Linked DNA regions of Oryctolagus cuniculus: region 2 is linked to region 1. A link is a contact called in public Hi-C data. All regions are on one chromosome and are shown on one strand. The core of a region is the stretch at or near the end of the contact, and the rest is flanking DNA. Distances in the headings are between cores, read along the strand shown. Region 1 has its middle 43 kb from the start of SUB1. Region 2 holds the start of NPR3 (natriuretic peptide receptor 3).

What was found. A called contact is a pair of places that touch in the nucleus more often than the background predicts.
Region 2: a contact with region 1 is called in a Hi-C map of an unstated tissue, with 2.8 times the contacts expected there. The contact joins the promoter of NPR3 here to the enhancer-like site in region 1. A contact is called at or near these places in 3 of 6 Hi-C or Micro-C datasets (embryonic fibroblasts, skin fibroblasts and an unstated tissue).

The regions. Positions count from the first base shown.
Region 1 is chr14:58,742,085-58,747,500 of mOryCun1.1, forward strand. No RefSeq gene overlaps it. Among named protein-coding and RNA genes, the nearest start is that of SUB1, 43 kb to the left of the region's middle. Within about 2 kb of position 3,292, at least 1 of the 8 cell types and tissues checked has an H3K27ac peak or open chromatin away from gene starts, as enhancers often do.
Region 2 is chr14:58,785,143-58,790,558 of mOryCun1.1, forward strand. It overlaps NPR3 (natriuretic peptide receptor 3), which reads left to right and starts at 3,063. Exons shown (of 8, transcript XM_051853840.2): 1 at 3,063-5,416. The region is part of intron 1 of LOC138845174 (large ribosomal subunit protein uL23-like); the gene reads left to right.

The sequences.
Region 1 (5,416 bases), core at 2,042-4,541:
CCCAAACACCCTCTCTACGCTGCAGGTGAGAAATCTATCTTCCTTTTGGTGAAGTGGCCTAACCAGGACGCCTGGCCCTTCTCCCTCTGCATTATGGCACGGCTGGTACAGGGTCACATCATTTAGCACAAGCTTTCCCCAGAGCTGTGAAATGACCAAGGCAGAGACCCAGTGGCTGCCTCTGATGGCTCAGTTGCCTTGGATGACTTCCCCGTTCACGGTCACTGCCTCCTTCCCTAACTCCTGTCCTGTAAAGGTGCCCAAGCCTTCGTTCCACTCAGGAGTGGATTCCTAAGCTCCTTTTTCCTGTTTCCTGTGTTCCCCTCGCTGGGCACATGAGCAGTGGTCACACACCCTGCTTCAGAGGCTATGGTTGGCCGTGGAGGCAGAATCCCAACATGACAACCCCGTGAGATGCTCTCTCACGTCTAGGATTTGTCACCCCCTTACCCCCATGGAGGGACAAAGCACGAATCATCTTTGTGTCTTCAATGCTTGAGATTAGGCACCAACATGTGTGAGGTGACTGTTGTGGACCACATAGCTCGCACGTCCTCTTCCCGTGGAGACCCTCCATAATCCCTCCTTCACCCTCTTCACCCTTGCCTCATCCTTCCTTCCTGACAAGCAACAGACCTCCAGTGCCCCAATAAAAACAACAAAGGGGATGAGATGGAATAATCACATCGGGACGGCTCGGGTCATCTATTCTTTGTATTTACCAAATAAGATCACAAAACATCTGCCCTAAATTCCCCATAGGCTCCCCTGTAGGTGCAAGCAATAGTGAAAGGACTAAGACATACACATTCACACCTGGAAGTGATGAGCTTCCCATGTTTGTGATGGCATTTTTTTTTTTTTTTTGGACAGGCAGAGTGGACAGTGAGAGAGAGACAGAGAGAAAGGTCTTCCTTTTGCCGTTGGTTCACCCTCCAATGGCCGCCGCCACCGGTGCGCTGCAGCCAGCGCATCGCGCTGATCCGAAGCCAGGAGCCAGGTGCTTCTCCTGGTCTCCCATGGGGTGCAGGGCCCAAGCACTTGGGCCATCCTCCTCTGCACTCCCGGGCCACAGCAGAGAGCTGGCCTGGAAGAGGGGCAACTGGGACAGAATCCGGCGCCCTGACCAGGGCTAGAACCTGGTGTGCCAGCGCCGCAAGGCGGAGGATTAGCCTAGTGAGCCGCGGCGCTGGCTGTGATGGCATTTTTTAAAAGCACTACTTTTATACATGCATTTCAGCTATTGAAGACAAATCAGCAGAAAATGTTTCAGTCTAGCAAAGCAGAATGTTGGCAGTAAAAGACAAAGCTTCATTTCTTTTCCCAAATGTGGAGGCATTGTTCTCAGCTCCTGCCACCACTCCTCAAAGCAGGGCACCTGTCTGCATCTGAGGAGGTGGTGCCAGTGCCCCGTCCAGCCGCACTAGGTGCCCCAGGGTTTAGCTCCTGACCGACAGCTCTGGCCCCTCAGAGTGCTGTGTTTCGATCTGAGTGAAGTTTCAAAAGGAGTTTCCTCCTCTTCCTCCTTTTTCTTCCTCCTTCTCCTCCTCTTCCTTCTTCTAAATATAGAAGCATTTAAAACATACAAAAATAGTAAAAACAATTTAAAATAACATTAAAAAATGGACAGTGATAAAAAAGGGCAGGATGATAGACTCACTTTTTTTTTTTTTAAGATTTACTTATTAATTTGAAAGAGTTACACACAGAGAGAAGGAGAGGCAGACAGAGAGAGAGAGTCTTCTATCTGCTGGTTCACTCCACAATTGGCCTTAACAGCCGGAGCTGAGCTGATCCAAAGCCAGGAGCCAGGAGCTTTTTCCAGGTCTCCCACATGGGTGCAGGGGCCCAAGGAGTTGGGCCATCTTCTACTGCTTTCCCAGGCCATAGCAGAGAACTGGATAGGAAGTGGAGCAGCTGGGACTTGAACCGACACCCATATGGGATGCTGGCACTGCAGGCGGCAGCTTTACCCATTACGCCACAGCACTGGCCCCCAGACTCACTTTTGCTTGGAAAGTCTTTCATTTCCACGGTTCCAGTTTTGAGTATTTGGGCACGATGATTTAGCTCTGAGCGAAACTTTCTCAGTCCACTGTTGTGCTGGAATTAAAACAAGCCTGGCCATCATACGAGGGCCACCTGAATGCAGAACAGTATAGCAGGTAGGTCTGGGGGTGCAGAATAGGCCAATGGTGCTCCCCTTGCCTTCGGAGTCGACTGTCAGGACCAACAGCACAGTGAATGGGGCCCTCCAGGAGCACGCAGCGGGGCCAGTTCAGCATAGTGGTCTTAGTGGGAGGAAGTGGGGCTCTGTGATTTGGATCAGTGTGTCTCTCAGGACCTGAGCTGCTGGGTGGTTCACAGCTACCCTGGATTCAGCAGAGGACACAAGAAGAAAGTCCCTCTATTTAGATGACCCTAAGATTAAGAAGAAATGGAAACTCAGGCTTCTTGATCAAACATGGCTTCCTTCAAGAAAATGAGGAGGAAGGAGGAGGAAGTGGGGAGAAAGGCATGCATAAGAACCTCCATGGGAATGTGTGAGTGCGCAAGACAGGTGGCACCGGGCCAGCATTGTGGTATAGCAGGTTAAATCACTACTTGCGACGCTGGCATCCCATATCGCAGTGCTGTTTTGAGTGTCAGCAGCTCCACTTCTGATCCAGTTTCCTGCTAATGGACATGGAAGACAGCAGATGATGGCTCAAGTACATGGGCCCCTGCCACCCATGAGGAAGACCTGGATGGAGTTCCAGGCTCCTGGCTTTGGCCTGGCCCTAGAGCTGGCTATTGTCGTCATTTGGGGAATGAGCTAGTAGATGGAATATCTCTGTTTCTCTCTTCCGCTCTCCCTGTTGCTCTTTCAAGTCAAACAATCAATCAGTTGATTTTTTTTAATGCAGATGGCATTTTAATGCAGATGGTAAGGGACAACTCCAAGACCAACCCTAGAGAATAGGAAGGCTCCAACATGCTGCCGAATGACTCCGTAACACCGCTCCTGGACAAACTCCCAGGACCTCGTGATTTATGAAATTAATGGTTATGAAGTCTATGAAGCACTTGAATACTTTCTAACTTCTGTGATCTCTCTTCTGCTATTTATTCCACCTCTCTCTGGACCACCCCGTGAGTCCTAGCAAGGCTTAGCAAATTCTCGTACATCCTGTTTGTAAGGCGGCAGTGCCGGGCACAGTCGGTAGGTGTCACTAACAGTCCAGGTGCCCACTCAGCAAGCCCTTAGGTCGGAAGCTTCAGGCTCCCTTTGATGAATGAGCTCCCTACTTGGTTGGCTCCGTGAGGCCGAAAACGCTGCGCTTCATATTTACTCCGGCCAGTGGGGACCTGACGTGCCCGCGTCTGAGAGCGTAGCTTGCCCCCGTCACCAGCTGCCGCGGGCATTGCCAGGAGGCCGCAGTCGCCGTCAAGGCTGGTTCAATGGCATTTCATGGCGTCTGGCCCTGGCCCCCTGCCCTCTGGACTGCAGGCTTGAAGCTGTGGCCAGAATCTTCGCTGGGAAGATGGAGACGGGATCAGGTAGCGCATGGTCCTGAGCGCAGGAGCCAGGCTGAGTGTGTCCTGTCACCTGATAGCACGCAGACACTCCTCACCAGCCTCTCAGGACTCCAGGCGCCAGGCAGCAAGTTGAGGTCAGGGAGTTTGTTTTATCTACTGATTTGGAAAAATATTTAGCCTCCCTGGAACAGGGATGTGCATTCCGTGTGCCTGAAGCCATGAAATTTGGCAAGTCCCGTATCAGATGCCTAGAGCTGTTATACAACTCAGTCTAATTTAGATTGCAAGGCTGCCAGAGAGGAGCCAGGTCTCTCTGCCTAGGTCCAAGTCCCTTCTGACCATTCCTAGGGTCCAACAAACAATATCAACAACAACAACAACAACAATAATTGTTATAATAATACACACGATGATGATAACCAGCCCAGATTTTGACCTACAGTTCAAGACACATAGCTCTGGAGGCTCAGCAGTTAGAATCTGGCCCAGAGCAACATGTGAGTGACTTGTGCAGCAATTTGGCCACTGTACAAATAAAGACAAAGGTATCCTACAGTGCGAATTAGTATGAAAGACATCTCCCAAGCTAGTGTTTCTTCCACAGTTAGCTCTTAGAACAAGGAAAGGAAAGGATTCTTGTAACCTTTTCGTTTGCCCCAGAGAAGGGGCCACTGCTTGTCTCAGATAATTTATTCAACATTGTTTCAAAAAAGCTTTAATTCTGTCTCTTCCTTTGGCATGCTGTATGTGAATCTGCAAGGGCAAGCAATAACACTGGATCCTTTGGGAAAACAGCACTTGGAATGGACAAGGAAGCTCAAAACCAGTGTGTCTGGCGCCCACCTTTCAAGTGATCGGTGGGAGTCGTGCTGGGTGTAGACGTTGCGTGTGCAGCTGTCGGGAGAGTGCACAGCTCACGTTCAGACAGATCTGGCTTCAACTGGGGCAGATCGCTCAGCGTTTTTATCTGGATCTTCTGCTCCTCACATTAAGATGTATTCTGTGGAATGCGAATTTTGCAGGATGGGGGAAAAGTAACAGGAAGCAACAAGGAACCCCACTTCAAGGGAAATTTTAAATACATTTGGGAAGGTTAGATAATGAGCAACTGCCTTTGTGACTAGAGGGTCACTCAGAGTCTGTCCTGTATTAGAATACGATGTCATGGCCGGCGCCGTGGCTCACTAGGCTAATCCTCCCCATTGCGGCGCCGGCACACCGGGTTCTAGTCCTGGTCGGGGCTCCGGATTCTTTCCTGGTTGCCCCTCTTCCAGGCCAGCTCTCTGCTGTGGCCCGGGAGTGCAGTGGAGGATGGCTCAAGTCCTTGGGCCCTGCACCCCATGGGAGACCAGGATAAGCACCTGGCTCCTGGCTTCAGATCAGCGCGATGTGCCGGCCGCAGCAGCCATTGGGGGGGTGAACCAATGGCAAAAAAAGGAAGACCTTTCTCTCTGTCTGTCTCTCTCACTGTCCACTCTGCCTGTCAAAAAAAAAAAAAAAAAAAAAAAAAAAAAAAAGAATACAATGTCGTTCTCGAAGAGGGAGCAACTCACAAATGAAAAGACAATTAAATGGATGCAACTGGAGGTTATTATGCTTAGTGAAAAATGCCCTACACCAAGACAAATAGCACACATTTACTCTGATTTGTGGTAGCTAATATGTAGAGTGTAAAAAAATTTAATGTGTATGAGTGAAATTGACATCTTGGGATTTGATTATTGTCTATAGCCCTCGTTCCTGCTGAACATTGTCTTTTTATTTTTTGCTTATTGAACTCTTTTTTTTAAAAAAGATGTATTTATTTGTTTGAAACACAGAGCTACAGAAGCAAAGAGAGAGAGAGGGAGAGAGAGAGAGGGAGAAAGGGAGAGAGAGGGAGAGAGAGAGAGGGAGA
Region 2 (5,416 bases), core at 1,813-4,312, 43 kb after region 1:
TGCTGGAACTTCTGTTGGGAATAATCGGTGTCCTTCCTTTGCTGTGTCCAAATGTTTTTCATCTTTTAAAGAAAGTTTCGAGGTTTATCTGATGGCTCTCCAGGGTCTGCAAGGGAATGTCCTTTACTTAGTAATTCAGAGTGTCTGATGTTTAAGTATGACTGTGTGTCCAAGTGTAAAGGAGAGGGCTATTCGTGGTTCCAATCGTGTTCTCTCATTTTGTCATTACCAACACCACTTGTTGCCCCTTGGAAAACCTTGCTTGTTTATAAGCAAAGTCCTCTCCTTCTGCACTCCCTGGATAGAGGTGAGACCAAGGCAGAACTGCCAAAGACTTTTCCATATAGAAGGGAAGAACAAAAGAAAAATAAACACCAGAGTCCACAACCAATCCAATTTATTAATACAAGTTACTTAACCCATCTTGATGTATTTGCTAGGATTAGATTCAAAGGTAATGGCCAGGGACTGGCATTGTGGTATAGCAGGTAAACCCACTACCTGCAATGCTGACATTCTAGATGGGTGCTGGTTCAAGTCCTGGCTGCTCCACTTCTGATCCAGCCCCCTGCTAATGCACCTGGGGAAAGCAGCAGTAGATGGCCCAAATGTTTGGACCCCTGCAGTCTGCCTGGGAGATCAAAAAAATCCTGGCTCTTGGCTTTGGCCTGCCCCAGCCCTGGTCATTGTGGTCATCTGGGAAGTGAACCAGTGGACAGAAGATCTCTCTCTCTGTCTCTTCCTCTCTCTCTGTAACTGACTTTCTTTATTATTTTTTTTAAAGATTTATTTATTTATTTGAAAGAGTTACACACAGAGAGAAGGAGAGGCAGAGAGAGAGAGAGAGAGAGAGAGAGAGAGAGAGAGAGAGAGAGATATGTCTTCATCCACTGGTTCACTCCCCAACTGGCTGCAACAGCCAGAGCTGTGCAGATCCGAAGCCAGGAGCCAGGAGCTTCTCCTGGGTCTTCCACACGGGTATAGGGGTCCAAGGACTTGGGCCATTTTCTTCTGCTTTCTTAGGCCATAGCAGAGAACTGCATCTGAAGTGGAGCATCCAGGACGTGAACCAGTGCCCATATAGGATGCCGGCACTGCAAGCGGTGGCTTTACCCGTTACATCACAGCATTGGCTCCTGTAATTGACTTTCAAATGCACAACTCTTTTTTTTTTTAAATGAAATGTAATTGCCAAAGCTCAAAGAACTGGGTAAAAATATGAGTTTATTCACTTTTGTAAAAGAAAGCTGCAGGTCTGTCACTGAAGTCTCAGATCTTGATTTCTTATTTATTTATTTGAAAGTCATAGTTACAGAGAGATGGAGAGACAGAGAGATTTCCATCGGCTGTTTCACTCCCCAGATGGCCACAACAACTGGAGCTGTGCTGGTCTGAAGCCATGAGCTAGAAGCTTCTTCCAAGTCTCCCACATGGGCAGCAGGACCCCAAGCACTGGGGCCATCTTCTACTGCCTTCCCAGCCACATTAGCAGGGAGCTGGATCTGAAGTGGAGCAGCAGAGACTGGAACCAGTGCCCATATGGGATGCCGGCACTGCAGGTGGCAGCTTTACCTGCTGTGCCACAACACCAACCCCAGATCTTGAGTTTTACCTCACATTCTTTGCACAAGGGCCCCGTTGTCAGCATAATTTTCTGGCCTGCTGTGACTGATGGAGTTCTAGCCATCATGTTTGTATTCCAGAAAGGAAAAAGAAGTTTAATTGGCCTTAGTCTATGTCCTCCTTTAAAGAAGTTTCTTGACCATTTTCCCAACAATTTCTACCTCCATCAGTACAGTTTTTAAGCAGAGCAAATTGCTGCCTTGAATAAAGTAGGGTTCTATTAGTAAGGACAAAGAGGAGAAGGAGCATGGCAGGACAGAGAGCCATCTCCTCCACAGATCACTTCCACGGCTCAAAAGCCCTATTCAGTAGAAGTCTTCAAGCTCCAAAAATCTGGCAAGAGCTCAAAGCCCCATTGCCTGTGCTTTGAGCTTCTCTGCAGTCTCTCTATGTGGAGGTGTCACCCTATAGTCTGTTTCCATGGTGCTCCCTCCTTATGTTATGGGCTGGCTCAAGTCAGAAGAGCGAGATGTTTCTATGGGCTTGTCACAGATGGTTTTAGTTACTGGGCCATTTTTTTAAACAATATTTATTCATTTATTTATTTGAAAGGCAAAGTGACAGAGGAGTGAGGGAAAGAAGGAGGGAGGGATGGGTACAGAGAGAGAGAGAGAGAGAAAGAAATTTTATCCACTGATTCCTTCCCCAAATGTCCAAAACTGCCAGGGCTGATCCAGGCCAAAGCCAGGAACCTACAATTCTACCCAGGGTTTTCGTGTGGGTAGTAGGAGCCTAGGTACTTGAGGCATCTTCCACTGCTTTCCAAGGTGCATTAGCAGGGAACTGGATTAGAAGCGGAGCATCTGAGAAATTCCTAGAAACAGCACTCTGATATAGGATGCAGGTGTCACAAGTGGCTGCTTAACCCACTGTGCTACAATGCTGTCCCCAGGTTGTAGTTTTAAACATATACTCTCCAGTGAGCACTTGCTTTTGATAATTAAGCACCTCTCTCTCTCTCTCATAACAACACAGAGATTTTACTTGAGGAAAACAGTGATTCAACTATCACACACAGTTCCTCTGCCCACAGTGATTAGACAGGAAGAGGCAGGTGACCTAATCAGGACAATGAAAGGTCAGGTCCAGGACTTGTGTTCAAACTGTCTTTTCATCTGGAAGACAGAATCTAAAGTTAGGAAGGATCTCAGGTAATTGGTTCAGTCCTTCTCTTTGATGATGGAGACAAGCATTAGAAACATACTAAACTTAGACCCAAGGAAACCCATGTAGAGTTGGTGCAAATGTCAATGGATGTGCCGTTCTGCGGAGCGCTCTAACTGTAGTAAGGAAAATCAAAGCACATTATTCATACCTCTGAGTCCAAAACACATACACCTAAGAAATGCTCATACATGTCCATATGGGGACACAAGATGAGGCCCTTCATCAGAGCAATACTGGTAGCAGGGAATTAACACAGTTGTCAACAGCTGGGAGAATGAGTACAGAAAATTACGGTAAAATATTCAGCATGCAGTAGTCATGATGTCGATTTCACACAACATTGTTCTTTACATCTATCTCTGTTACTCTCTGGAAAAATAAGAATTAACACAAAATAATTTCTGTATTGGAATGCATAGCATGCATACACAAGAAACTTTCTGAAGAGTATAGATTTATCTGCAGTGTGTATTAAGCACATTAAAAAGGATCCTATGGAATGAAAAGAATTTGAAGAGAGCAGTGAAGGGGAGAAATCAAAATAAGACACGGACCTTGCAGACTGATAATGTTGATAATGAGAGCGTGCCAAGAATTGTGGATGTGATTAATTAAAAAATTGTGTGTGAGGTTAGCAAAGATTAATAAAGTGATTCACTATAATGCGAATGATTTGCAATGTGAGATAATGTTTGAATATAATAATATTTGAAATTGCCGAAGTTGAATGTCATTTCCATGTCAGACCACAGGACAACTCAAAATCTGAAAAACAACAGGGTTCAAGTTAAAACAGTCCTTCCTGTTTCTCCCAGGCAGCTTGCAAAGGGAAAATGAAGATGAAGGCTAGAAAGAGAGTATGTTTGCAGAACAGATGAAGAGCAAAGAAGAACAATTCATGTCAAAGGAGTTACAACAATTGAGTAGGAACAATGTCAACTTGATGGAACAATTTTCTCCACTAATAAGAGGGGGAAATTTGATGTCACAACATGATTACCAAAAATATGAGAGGGCAAATGTCAAGAATTTTCCTGATGTTTTCCTCATGCATTCTATTCTATTTTAGTCTCAGGCATCAGCTATTCAAGATTTAATACCAAGTGGAATGTACTAGTTGGAAAGAAATAAAAAACTGCATCTCATAGCCTTGCACATGAGGTAACAGAAATTTTCCTCATTACCTTTAATTTCTGTTCATAGCATGATAAAAGATAATGCATGTTTTTTTAAAAGAATACTGCAATTTTTTTCTCATTAGAAAGGAAATAATCAAGAATTAAGTATGAATGATGAGTGCTGTAATTTGACACCCTAAGACCTCTTAAAGTTGGTATTTAGGATCTTTGGCCTCTTATATTATTTTCATAATCAGAAATCCAATGTGCTCATATCTGAATGTTTTGAAAATTACGCCTTTAGGAGTTTGTATATATGAATTTATATATGTGATCAATGCTCTTTATCTTTCCTTTCCTTTTATTATTTCTTTTAAATTATTTTCCCAAAATAATCTTTGCATTCTTTTGATTAGTCATTGATAAAATGAAATTGAGTACCAACCTAGTGTTCAGGAAGGAAGGAAAATAAATCACAGCTCTCGTGAGTTTATATTTTAATGACTTAATGCTCATAAGAGTATAAAATGTTCAATATTAATAAAAGATCAGAAAAATGATTTTTATTATATTTTTTAAAAATTTGACATATTTTTGTCCTGATAATGTTGCTGTTAAACAAAGGGGCATATTTGACTGTTATGTTGCCTCTCAGACAGTCAAAAATATTATTTATTTGAGAGACAGAAACAAAGAGAGAGAGAGCTGTCACCCCTTGGTTCACTCTCCAAATGCCTGCAACAGTCGTGGGTGGACCAGGATGAAGCCAAGTGCTGGGATTTCAACCTAGATTTCCTTTGTGCGTGGCAGGGACCTAAAAACTTGAGCCGTCACCACTGCCTCTTGGGGTGTGCAATAGCAGGAAGCTGGAGTTAGGAGCTTGAACCCTCAAACAAAGGAAAAGTATCTCAAGCTATGGAACACCATGGTCTTTGACACCCTACAAATGTTGGAAAAGATTTGTTGAATTGGACATACGCATTAAGCCCAATATTTATCAATCCTGAGTATTTGGTACATCAAGGTGTATTCTTTCCTCTATTTATGGTAATATCCACAACTATAAATTAAATGCATTTCTCCTAATACAGTTCTCTTTCTGTTTTAATACAGTCTTCCCCCATCCTCCAAGTCCTGCACCTTGCATAGCTCTCTGTTTTTGTTACTCCCTAATTCATCCCTGTGTCCTCTTGATCCCTGGAGTCCTCTCAGCCTGCGTTTCTGGAGGAGTCTGAGAGCTGTTCAGGGCAGCTGATGGGCGGAAACATGAGCACCTGCTTTCTTTGCCCAATTATGTAGGAGAAAGGATAAGGAATAAGTTCTTGTCTCCAGCTTACTAGTAAATATCCAAGGCTGGGAATCCAGGGGGCCAATATCAAAGTGATCGCCAACAGAGTTCCCCCAGGGAAGCCACTGTTACCAAACATTGCAAAAGAAGGTCTGTTGTATCAGGCAGTAGATAATCTTAAACAAACTACATATAAAGCCTATCGTTTGAGTTTTGAATT